3 separate regions of the Zea mays genome follow, and regions 2 and 3 are each linked to region 1. The links are chromatin contacts, called in public Hi-C maps. All regions are on one chromosome and are shown on one strand. The core of a region is the stretch at or near the end of the contact, and the rest is flanking DNA. Distances in the headings are between cores, read along the strand shown.

Region 1 (3,582 bases), core at 239-2,738:
CGGATTCCTACTATTACAACGACTCAACCGATTATGTGTTTATGTTGATTTTGAATGGTTTTTGCCCCAACGAATTTTATAGAAGCTGGCTGAAAAGCTGAGCGTTTGGCAGTCTGCAGCAGCTTTTGGTGGCCAGAAGCTGCCAGAAGCCGAAACAAACAGGCCCTATGTCGTTTTTACCCTTAGGCACACATGCCTATTTATACTATGTCCTCTATATTCAATAAAGAATTGTTCTCGAGAGAGGCTCGGCCTTGCTTTCAAAACGAGCCTCCCTCGAGGCCGGAAGGGGAAACCCCTCCTATATGTTGCCTTTTTTCTCGCAGTTTCAAAAAATGAACACGTTTCGTTGCCTCGCTCTAGTCCTAATGCGAAAGCCCTTAGGAACGGAGGACGTCCCGACTAAGGAGAAAGTAGCCGAGCCACAGGAACACCTACGCCTATATAACACCAGTTCTTACGATCTTACTTGATTTCGTCCTATAGTTTTTTGCTACCCATAAATTTCTGTTCTACGTCCGCCACTGCGTGTGTACCTGCCAATGTGGCAGGCCACGTGAGGCTGCGAGTTTGCACAATATTAGCTGTGTTAGAGAAAATAATGTGACCAAATGAATTACTTTTAGTCCCCGTTTGTTTCGTTGGAATTCCATTCTAATAATTATAGTTTAGACAAAATTAATTAAGTTAGTATATTTGTCTATGTAATATATTTGTATATTATCCTAAATCATGTGAGAGGGATAGTTATACACTATATTTATGTTATAGAGAAGCAAATAGAAGAGTGTGTTATGTACATTAGAAAAGTAGCATGTAAATCTATAGAATCAATTTCTATCTCTTACTACATGAATTTGAGATAGACTTATATATACACTTTGGAAAGTTATGGAATGTCACGTTCTAAAAAAATAGCCTACTAAATTAGTTAGATTCCAATTCCTCAAAATGAAGAGAAACAAATGGGCCCTTAGGAAAATAGTATAATGCTCGTGTGTTGTGACGACACATAAATATTCGATAATATTAGCGCACAACGATTAGAACGATGATCTAGGGTGTCTCATCTCAATACAAAACTAAACTCGTTATCCAGAGTGCCTCCTCCTCTCTCTCTCTGTTGTTGAGCCATACATCACCGATGATGCCGCCTCCTCCTTTTACTTGGATGTTCTTGTCCCACTGACTTCATAGGCACAAAACTGTTTTTTCCCTTAGCTGTTCAACTATACATCGTCACTCGTGATAATTGCATGGTTGATTGCACATTCAAGAGATAATCGGGTTGCTAGGCAAGGCGTGAGTCACACGCTTGAGGTGGTAAGTTTTTTTTAATAAAAGTGGTGACGTAAGGTGACCATAGAAATCGGTGATTTATGGTAATAGAGAAAAATACTTTGCTGTTATTTTTAGAAATAGTTTTAAGAATATTAAAGAAATTCTATATTGTCAAGAATAGTGTTTTCATTCACCTTTCGCTGACGAGCGGGACTCACTACCTCTCGTCCAATGACACTCTGGGCTCACCAAGTCACTAGTCACCACGAGTGACGACGAGTGCCGTCGACGTGGAGCAGAGGAGCGTGGAAGGCGAGCATGCTGGCGATCGGGGGGGTGTCGCCCCCACCAGGCCACCACGTTCCCTTCGCTCCTCTCATCGCCTTCCACCACCGCCTTCTGCACCGCGCAGCTGTACCTGAATATCCTCAAGACACGGGTCACGGGGGATCGCTAGTGGGGTTATTCTGGTCGACGAAGCGCTGAAGGTGTTCGGTCAAATGACGGTAAGGAGCGTCATCACCTGGAAGGCTGGAAGTAAGTGTCATCTCTTCGTTCTTGCGGTTTGGTCGCGGCCACGATGCTGTGTCCTGGTCCAGGGAGCTCCCGAGAAGCGGCGATGCATTGTCAGATCAGATGGCTCGCTTGTTGCCGTGTTGCCTGCATTTGGGCTTGGCAAAGCAAGTTCATGAGAAAATTGGAACGGGTTCCTTCTCAACAGGTGAAAATGCACTGTTGAATTCGTACTGTACTTGAGGTGCTCTATGTGTGGCAGAGAAGCTGTCGATGAGTTTAGAGATGCGATGCACAAATAAACTCATGCTTCCTGTTCACCTACAATGGCATTGAAGTAAAAGGGGCAGAATTCACTTGGTTTGCTTGGAAGGAGCAAAATGGTCAATTTCCTGCCAAAATAACACCCCACTAACAGCACATGGACGGAAATGGTGCTGAGGGAATCTGTTATTTCATTTGATGGCACCAAAGAGAAATTCAAAAAAATTCAACGGCATCGAGAGAAGCGCTATAATGTCCAGGGCTGGGCCATGGCATGGCTGTTGTAAGGGACAGTGCGTCGGTGCGTGTGGTGCATTTGTTTAAAGAGCAAGGCACAATTCCAGCTTTATCCTTTGGCTCCCACACCAAGCAAAGCAAAGAACCTACGTGCCTTCACACTGTAGTGAAACTGTGAAAGCAGCGAGAGCAGAATTTAAAGGCAAAGTAAGAAGTGACATCAGAAGCTCCCTGCAGATTTGCATCAAACTACACCATCGACAGTTAGCAAGTTCCTCATCCTCCACACTAGGGCGTCTTCGCAATATTTCTGCTGTAGCGCTAGCATTGGGTAGTGGACACGACATAGCTGCTCCCAAGGTACCTACTAAAATTCATCGTTTTCATGTTTTTTTCTCGAACACGCAGGAGAGCTGAATATCATTATATTAATAAGTTCCTGCATATCATTATATTAATAATAATAAGAAAAATACAAGGTCCAATAAGACCGAAGTACAAAGAACCACCTCACGGCGGCCAGAATCTAACATACACAAAAAGATCGATCTACCAACCAATGAACTAAATCACCTCTAGAAGGGGGCTGCAAGGAAGGATAACCCCTTGGCCCCAGAAAACTCCCATATCCGGCGCTCCTCCCCAACATGAGTTATAACTGCAGCAATACTAGGAGAGATGCCATCAAATACACATATATTTCTATGATTCTATAGCACCCAAAATAACAAGGGAATTGAGACCATCCCTGAAAGGGGACCATTAACAGTTTCACTGACTTCTTCCCACCATGTTAATTGTTTGTTTGGATAAATATGCACATATTTGAAGATATTAATGTTAGTTTTGAAATTTTGCCACGAGTATATGTATACTTATTTTTTATATATGTAATAGGAGAGAATACATGTTTTATTTATGCTCTTATTGGCTTTGTCCATTTGCATGCAGACAAAAGACACATAGTGCAACAGATGGGTGCGGAGACTTCTAAGCCCGAGGTCATCAAGCCTGAGTTTAAGGTAAATCTCCATATAGGTTCTTTTTGTTTCTTGAGCAATTTGGGAGGGGGGGGGGGGGCGTAATTATACCGAAATAGGTGTGTCATAAAAGGGTTTGTGTAGGCTTATTGGCTCAAATTTATAGAGGGCATTGTTTTCCTTTGAGACTGTTGACATACATATGTGGTGTGTGGATCATTTGTCAGTTGAGTTTTATGATTCAAGGGTAATTTGGTCATGGCTATGAGATATACTGTAAACAAGTTAAATCATTTTCCACAGTTTA
Region 2 (3,442 bases), core at 529-3,028, 310 kb after region 1:
TTTTTGTGTGTGTATGTGCATGCAAGGCGGCAGTAGCGTGAAGCGAGCACTGCAGTATGCAGCCACCGAGACCGAGTCGATTGCCTCTCATCATTGGCTAATCATTCGTCGAGCATATGTGATGCTGCTGAGACTAGACGCCATGAAACAGATGGGGGTGTTGAATGGTTTTGCACGCGATGCAAGCGCCTAGTTGGCTAGCATAGCCTAGTTGGCTGCCTGACAGCAAGCGGTAGCCAGCTAGCTAGCTAGCTAGGGAGCGAATAATAGTCATAATCTGACTTAGTGAGAGCATATGTAGGACCAAAGCAGGTCTGGTTTTTGACCAAACAAAGAGGTCCTAGGCGACGCGGGTGCTGGCATCTCATTGTCAATTCGTTCCATTTGGTCCCTCGTGTGCATCTGCCTGTCGGGGCATGCGATGCGATGCGACATGCGACAAAAGGGGGTATATGCCCAAAAAGAAAAAGAAAAATTAGAACCATCTCACGATTTTCAGTATTCAACAAACACACGGTTCGTATGTTTATTACGTATTGTCTACACAGAAACTCGCAACGAATTGCGCAGATAATCGGAAACATTCTGCCCAAACATTTAATCGCACCTACCTGTCCGTGCAGTAAGAAAAAAGGAAACAAAATCCACCAGGATTGGCAGGAGGGTGAGGCTGGCTGGCTGGCAGCGGATTTTTGGAGAATCCAGAAAGCGCAGGGCGTGGTGGTGGAGATGATCGTATCACGTGAGGGAGGGGTCAGATCCTGTCCCATCCAACGGTCCTTTCGCCGTCCGTACACCACACCACCACAAGGGATGGGATAGTACTACTATAAACAACGTTAATCATGAACTGCGAAATGCCAATGTTATATTTTGTAGAGTACGTACTGTACGTACGTTCGATGCGAGTAAAAACACAGTTGACTTTTTCAAAGAGATTAAGTACTAACTACGGTACGATGGAGTAACACCCATAGCAATAGCAATACCCCGTCTGCCAGCCATTCATCATGGGTTGGTGGACCCACCCACCCCGGAACGGCGCGTGCTGTTAAACGCTCACACTTCTTGCGTGCAAAAAACAGAGACGGGGGAAGGGGAAAGCGTAGCGGGCCTTCGTCGTGCGTGGACTGACGTCTGCGTCGTGGATTAATTAATTAATAAAAGTGGTATTAAGCTTCCAATAACATTGTCCTACTACATAAAAGTGCTGACCCAGTGACCCTTTCTGTTTTCATTCATACCTTAAAAAAATCAATTAGACATAAACCAACGATAGACTAATGGTAAATATATATATATATATATATATAGTAACTCAAATAGTGTAAGCATGGATGCTTCATTGTTCATATTTAAAGCGCTGATTCACGATCGAGTACGAGTTACTTAAACTAGAAATGAGCTAGCTAGCTAGCTAGTTTGTGTTCTGAACTTGACCGCTAAGCTATAGTGGCCTGCCAGGTTATATAACGGTTTACTCGTTGCGTCAAATAAACGAGAGTGCTAAAATTCCAACCCATCCATCCGCCTAGCCAAAAAAAAAAAAAAAAATCGGGGAGGTCGATTTGTGGAAGCAAAACGTCCAAGAAAGCATAAAGCCGCCCACCCTCCGCTCTCCCACTCCAAACATCTCCCCTGCCCTTCCCCTCGCGCAGCCAAAAAAAAACCAAAACGCCTCCTCCGCTTCGTCTCCTCCCTCCCCCTCGCCGCCGCGACTCCCGCCACCAGCCCACCACACTATTAATTCTGCCCCTCCCCCTTCGTCCTCTTCCACGTCCACAACTCCCATCCCACGTCGCAGAGCCGTTCCTGTCTGCGCCTCCTCCCTAGACACGCGACGCAGAGCATATATATAGCAGCAGGGGCAGGGGCAAGGACGAAGGGACGAAAGAGCCGTCGCCGCCGCCGCGCCGCCATGTCCGTCCGCGTGGCGTCCGTGCCGTACCTGGAGCAGATGGCGCGGTGGGAGCGGCAGGTGGAGCGGCGGCAGCTGTTCCTCCGCAGCTACCACTTCTCGCGCGACGCCGACGCGGCGGCGGCGCTCCCCCCGCGCGCCCGCGCCAGGCGCGTCGTCTGGGCGGGGATGCGCCGCCTGCGCCGCGCAGCCGCCACGGGCCTCCGCCGCCTCCGCGCGCGCCTCCGCCTCTGCTTCGGCTGGGCCGCCCGCCGCCGCTCTTCCTCCCGCTACGGCCGCCTCTCCGGCGCCGGCAGGCCCCGCGCCGCCGCCGCCGCCGGTGCCGCCGAGTCTGCATGCTTCTGGTAGGACTGCACTGCACAAGGTTTCGAAGCGTTCTTTGCTTCGTCTCCCTTGGTTGGCGTGCGTGCGTGCGTGTGTGTGAAAGTGAGAAGGTGAGCTTACTTTAGACATGGATTAGCCGGTGCGTGTGTTGTTTGTTTGTTTGTTTGATAACTTGGACTGCTGCTCCGTGGAGTGGAGTTGAGTGCCTAATTAAATTAGAATGAATGAATCGTCTAGTAGTAATTTTGGTTTTTTGCTCGAACAAAGTGTCTGTCTGTAAGGCTTTCTCCAGCAGGATTCGTAAAGGGGCTCGCATCCTCAATTTACGTATTGTACCGATCCCAGCAGCATGCGTATATGGTATCGCATAATTGGAGGCCTGGCTTCAGCATGCGCAAATCCACACTTCTCTCTCCTCCTCGCATATTCTGGATAACTGCGATATGGCCGGAAACAGCAATACGAGGCCGGATAAGAGAGCTGCTGGAGCACTCCAGTTAAATGCACAGACGCAGCGGCTCACGGACTCCCTAAATACGCATTCGCATCCGAATGTCACCGGAGAAAGCCTAAACCCTCCTCTCTGCCCTTTGTCCTCGCGAATTGCAACTGCGACTGCAAATGGAGGGTTCCCGTGTCAGTGAGGTGTGTTGCGATGCTTGAGCTTGTGATGGGACGGCACGAAACGAAAGCCAATCATGCAGACAGGATGTCCACCTTGCAGTCGCAGTCGCACTCGCAGGGAGACCGAGAGCGCCCAGAAACCAACAAGTCCAAGCTCCCCATCAGGTTCAGGCCCCAGCTTTATTTCAAGCGCGTGTCGCGGTCAAAAGACCAGCGGCCAGCGCGCAGCAGGATTTCCATTCCTTGCGACGCAGCGAGGGCGATGCAGTGCAGCGGCTCTTTTCTTTATTTCTTTTCCCAAGCCAGCATCTCCCTTCCAAGAACCACCCCGCATTATCTGCTGCCGTCAGATCCCCGCATCTGGTCGTCGTCCGGTGCCATCTTAAAACCGCATTTATGGTTTTTTTTTTTTTTTTGCATTGCAGATGTACTCCTGTCCAGCAACACTGGGCAGCCCCACAGCTAGTGGGTCGGCTCAGTCCAAGCCCATCGTCATGCCCTAAAGCACGATGTGTCTTTGTTAGGCTATGCCGGTCTAAGCCCGACCCATATATTCGAACACATAAAATCAAAATG
Region 3 (3,501 bases), core at 660-3,159, 380 kb before region 1:
AGATGAATAATCATCCCAGACAGGTTCTTGAATCGTATATATATATATCACATACTTGAAGATACACTCCAGATATCCTGAAAGGTCTACGGGACAAGCAAAAACACAATTGACACGAAAGATAAGACATCAACAAAAATGCCCGCCTTTCATCTGCTCTCTAAAACTGCTTGCTGGTCTTTTTCAATCTTCGGTTTTCGCCTTTTCTAGCTTCTGCAATGCACAATAGCACAAGTTAACACACGGCTCTAAAGAATATGCATAGAAGCAATACAGCAAAGAACAGTAAAAACCATCTTTGAAATAGAACAAACACAAGATGCTAGCACAGGGCTTAAGGATATTTTAGAACATACAGGACTCGACTAAATGAAATCATATTATTTATGTAGCACCTGTGAGTGCAGGTGTTCAGTTTGTTAAAAAGCAATCTCTTTTAAAGCTCAAATCGCATCCAGCCTATAACCTGAATTCTGCATTCATTCACAGAGGGTTTACCTATACAAATACCGCTAACTTGGCACTGCAAGCAAATGATCCCCAGGATTTGCTGACACCTCAATTAAAGGTGCATCAAGTTCTAGTAGGATGTAAAGAAAAAGATCCAAAGAAATTGTAGCAAAAAATAAGTCATGCTAATCAGATTTCAGGGGCAATGAGGATCGGGGAAGGTCCCAGATTCCAACACTGAACCAGATGTGAGCATCGAAACCAAATGAGACATTAGTTATAACATGAAGAACATCCAGAATTCATTTAACCTTCCACTTAGGCTGCAGCTGTGCAGCATACAAACATCCTATCTAAACAGCTAGGATGTTCATCCCAGGTAGCTCCATAATCCCATTTTTGCAGTTTGCATCAAACACTCAATAACCTTAATATTGGAAAAAAGATATGTTAAATAAATTTGTAAGTTGTAACACCAATTGCCCGTACATGAAACAAATGGCAAATATGTGCGCCTAGGGGTGGTGGTAATGGATCTCGATCCAAATGTTTCTTCACAATTCGTTTGAGCCCTTAATTAATTTTAGTTCAAGAATGAATAGAAATAGATCAAGATCCAAATATGATCCAATCCTTAAATTTTACAGTGTAAAATTTGGAGCCCGTTACCACCCCTACATATGCCGGATCATCATGTTAACGCTTGCAGAGCTGCGGTACAGAAGTACACAGCAATACAGATACATTCCATCCTTTTATAACATGAACCAAAGTGGCAGTTTTTATCTAAGCCTACCATGGAATGAAGCACGCCACGCTTACAAAAAACAATCACGTGAATGCACCCACAAAGCCACTTCATTCATTCCTATTTGCAAGACTATGGTCGAATTCTTCTTAATAAGTAGCAGATGGTCACTAATCAAAGCAGATATTTGGTTCTCACATTACAAAGAACATTGAGAAGTAATCCGGTCTTGATGTTTACACAAAACATCTGATCTGAACAACAAACATATTCATCCTAAGCAACTCCACTAACGCACAGCAAGCAAACAGGTTTGCCTGAATTATCGTGTGAACACTTCGCAAAAACGGTAATACAATCGCTTCGCGTCCGTCCAGAAGACAAATCGGGGAGGCAGTGTTCAATGGCCCATCGGTGACTGCGCCGGCGTGGTCGAATCCGGCGCAGCGAATCAGCGGGCGGGAGCCAAATCGACAGGGATGGGGGGAGGGCGGTCTTACGGACTGCTCGGAGTGCCACGAGAGGCCGCGGTAGACGTTGACGGAGAAGGTGGCGGCGAGGTAGAGCGTGGCGACGCCCAGCCCAGCCGTCAGCGCCTTGAACGCCAGGTCGCCCACCGCCATCGCGCCGCTTCTTCTCGTCCTGGGTCCGGCTGGAGCAGCAGCAAAACCCTCGCTTGGGATGGGGATTTCTGTCACGGTTCTGTCGAGACGCGAGGCGAAAGCACTGCTTCGCCGGCGTGGGAGGGAGCTGGGCCTGCAGGTGGGCTTCTGTGGTGGGATGGAGGTGGGCTTGACCTGTGTTCTTCTTTCCTTGATAAAGGGCCAAGGGAGGATTCAGAACCAGTGACATGAGAAAACGCATGAGGTTGATAAATATATATATATATATATGAACAGCGTAGAAGAACAAATGGTTGATAAAACGGATGGATCTTTCCGTTCAAAAATGCATGGGTTTTATATTAACAGGCATTTTGCCATTTTGGGACCGCTGCATATGAATAATACATAGAATTTGTAAAGTGGACGCTGATGCCTTTTGTTTAGACTAGCGGTGTGACGCGCTACGCATATTTCTCTCTTCCAAACAATTTTGTTTCTTGGTCCAACTAAACGTTGGAGCAAAATTGGAGCTTTCATATTGAGGCACGGCAAACACACCGCACATGTTTTTCATTGTCCTCAACCTCATTCTCACTAAACCAGCCCTAAAAGGGTATTTAGTTTTGGAGGCTAAAGTTTAGTTTGTTTCACATTAAATATTGAAATGTCAACTATTAGTATTAAATATAATCTTACTAAAATGTAAACTATTAGTATTAAATATAATCTAACTGCAAAACTAATTACAAGGATAAAACCTAATAAAGTGACAATTTTTTAAGCCTAATTAATTCATGATTAGCAAATATTTATTGTATCATTAAAGGGGAAATCATTGATTAATTAGGATTGGTAGATTTACCTTGTCGTTCAGTTTTTATTTGTATAGTTAGTTTTGCAATTGAATTATATTTAATACTTTTAACTAGCGTCAAATATTTAATGTGACATCGACTAACATTTAGTAGAAGAAACCATACATGTCCTAAACCACAAAAAGTTACTATTACATTTTCCTTTTAAAATCACCAAAAAAAAATTTGTTCGCTCGCACTTGTCATTCTAAAATTCAAAGTATCACTTTCTCAAGCTTATCGTGCTGACAACGACTACTATACAAGTAGTCATTAAGCGGAATCTCGGGCACTCACAAAGATACGGTTTGTCGAGTGTTTCGCTCGGCGAAAGGCTACACTCAACAACTATTATCTTTGTCATAACTGTACATTCAACAAAGAATGCTTTGCCGACCGACCGTCTAACTCTCAGCACAAAAGGCCACTTGACAAGGAAGCACATCTGGGCACCAGAAAACATACATTGCCGAGTTCTATGACCATGGCACTCGCTAAAGAAAGCTGCTTTGTTGAGTGCCTACACAGACACTCGACAAAGACGCTGCGCGTGGGGCCCACATAAACTTTCTTTTGCAGAGTGTCTTTTAGACAGCACTCGACAAAGATACTACGCATGGGGCCCATGGAAGCTTTCTTTAACGAGTGTCTCTGAGATAGCCCTCGGCAAAGAACATCGCTTTGTTGGGTGCCTACACATACACTTAACAAAGTCTTCATCATCATCACTTGCAACCATCACGACAACTTTACGTTGTCAAGTACCTATTAGCACTCAGTAAAGACTTTGTCAAGTGTCCATAAAAAAAACTCGACAAAGAGATCATTGCCGACATCAGGTTTT

What was found. Hi-C and Micro-C count contacts between places; a contact is called where the count stands out from the background.
Region 2: a Hi-C map of tassel shows a contact between it and region 1, with 2.2 times the contacts expected there. The contact joins the promoter of LOC100275098 here to the promoter of LOC103644279 in region 1. A contact is called at or near these places in 2 of 25 Hi-C or Micro-C datasets (ear and tassel).
Region 3: a contact with region 1 is called in a Hi-C map of tassel, with 2.2 times the contacts expected there. The contact joins the promoter of LOC111347717 here to the promoter of LOC103644279 in region 1.

Annotation. Positions count from the first base shown.
Region 1 is chr1:301,889,582-301,893,163 of Zm-B73-REFERENCE-NAM-5.0, forward strand. LOC103644279 reads left to right here and starts at 1,489. Exons shown (of 6, transcript XM_020547034.2): 1 at 1,489-2,655; 2 at 3,247-3,317.
Region 2 is chr1:302,196,905-302,200,346 of Zm-B73-REFERENCE-NAM-5.0, forward strand. LOC100275098 reads left to right here and starts at 1,779. Exons shown (of 1, transcript NM_001176994.2): 1 at 1,779-2,496. The coding sequence starts at 1,919. The coding sequence ends at 2,266.
Region 3 is chr1:301,510,995-301,514,495 of Zm-B73-REFERENCE-NAM-5.0, forward strand. It overlaps LOC111347717, which reads right to left and starts at 1,910. Exons shown (of 2, transcript NM_001357524.1): 1 at 1,699-1,910; 2 at 1-213. The coding sequence starts at 1,821. The coding sequence ends at 184.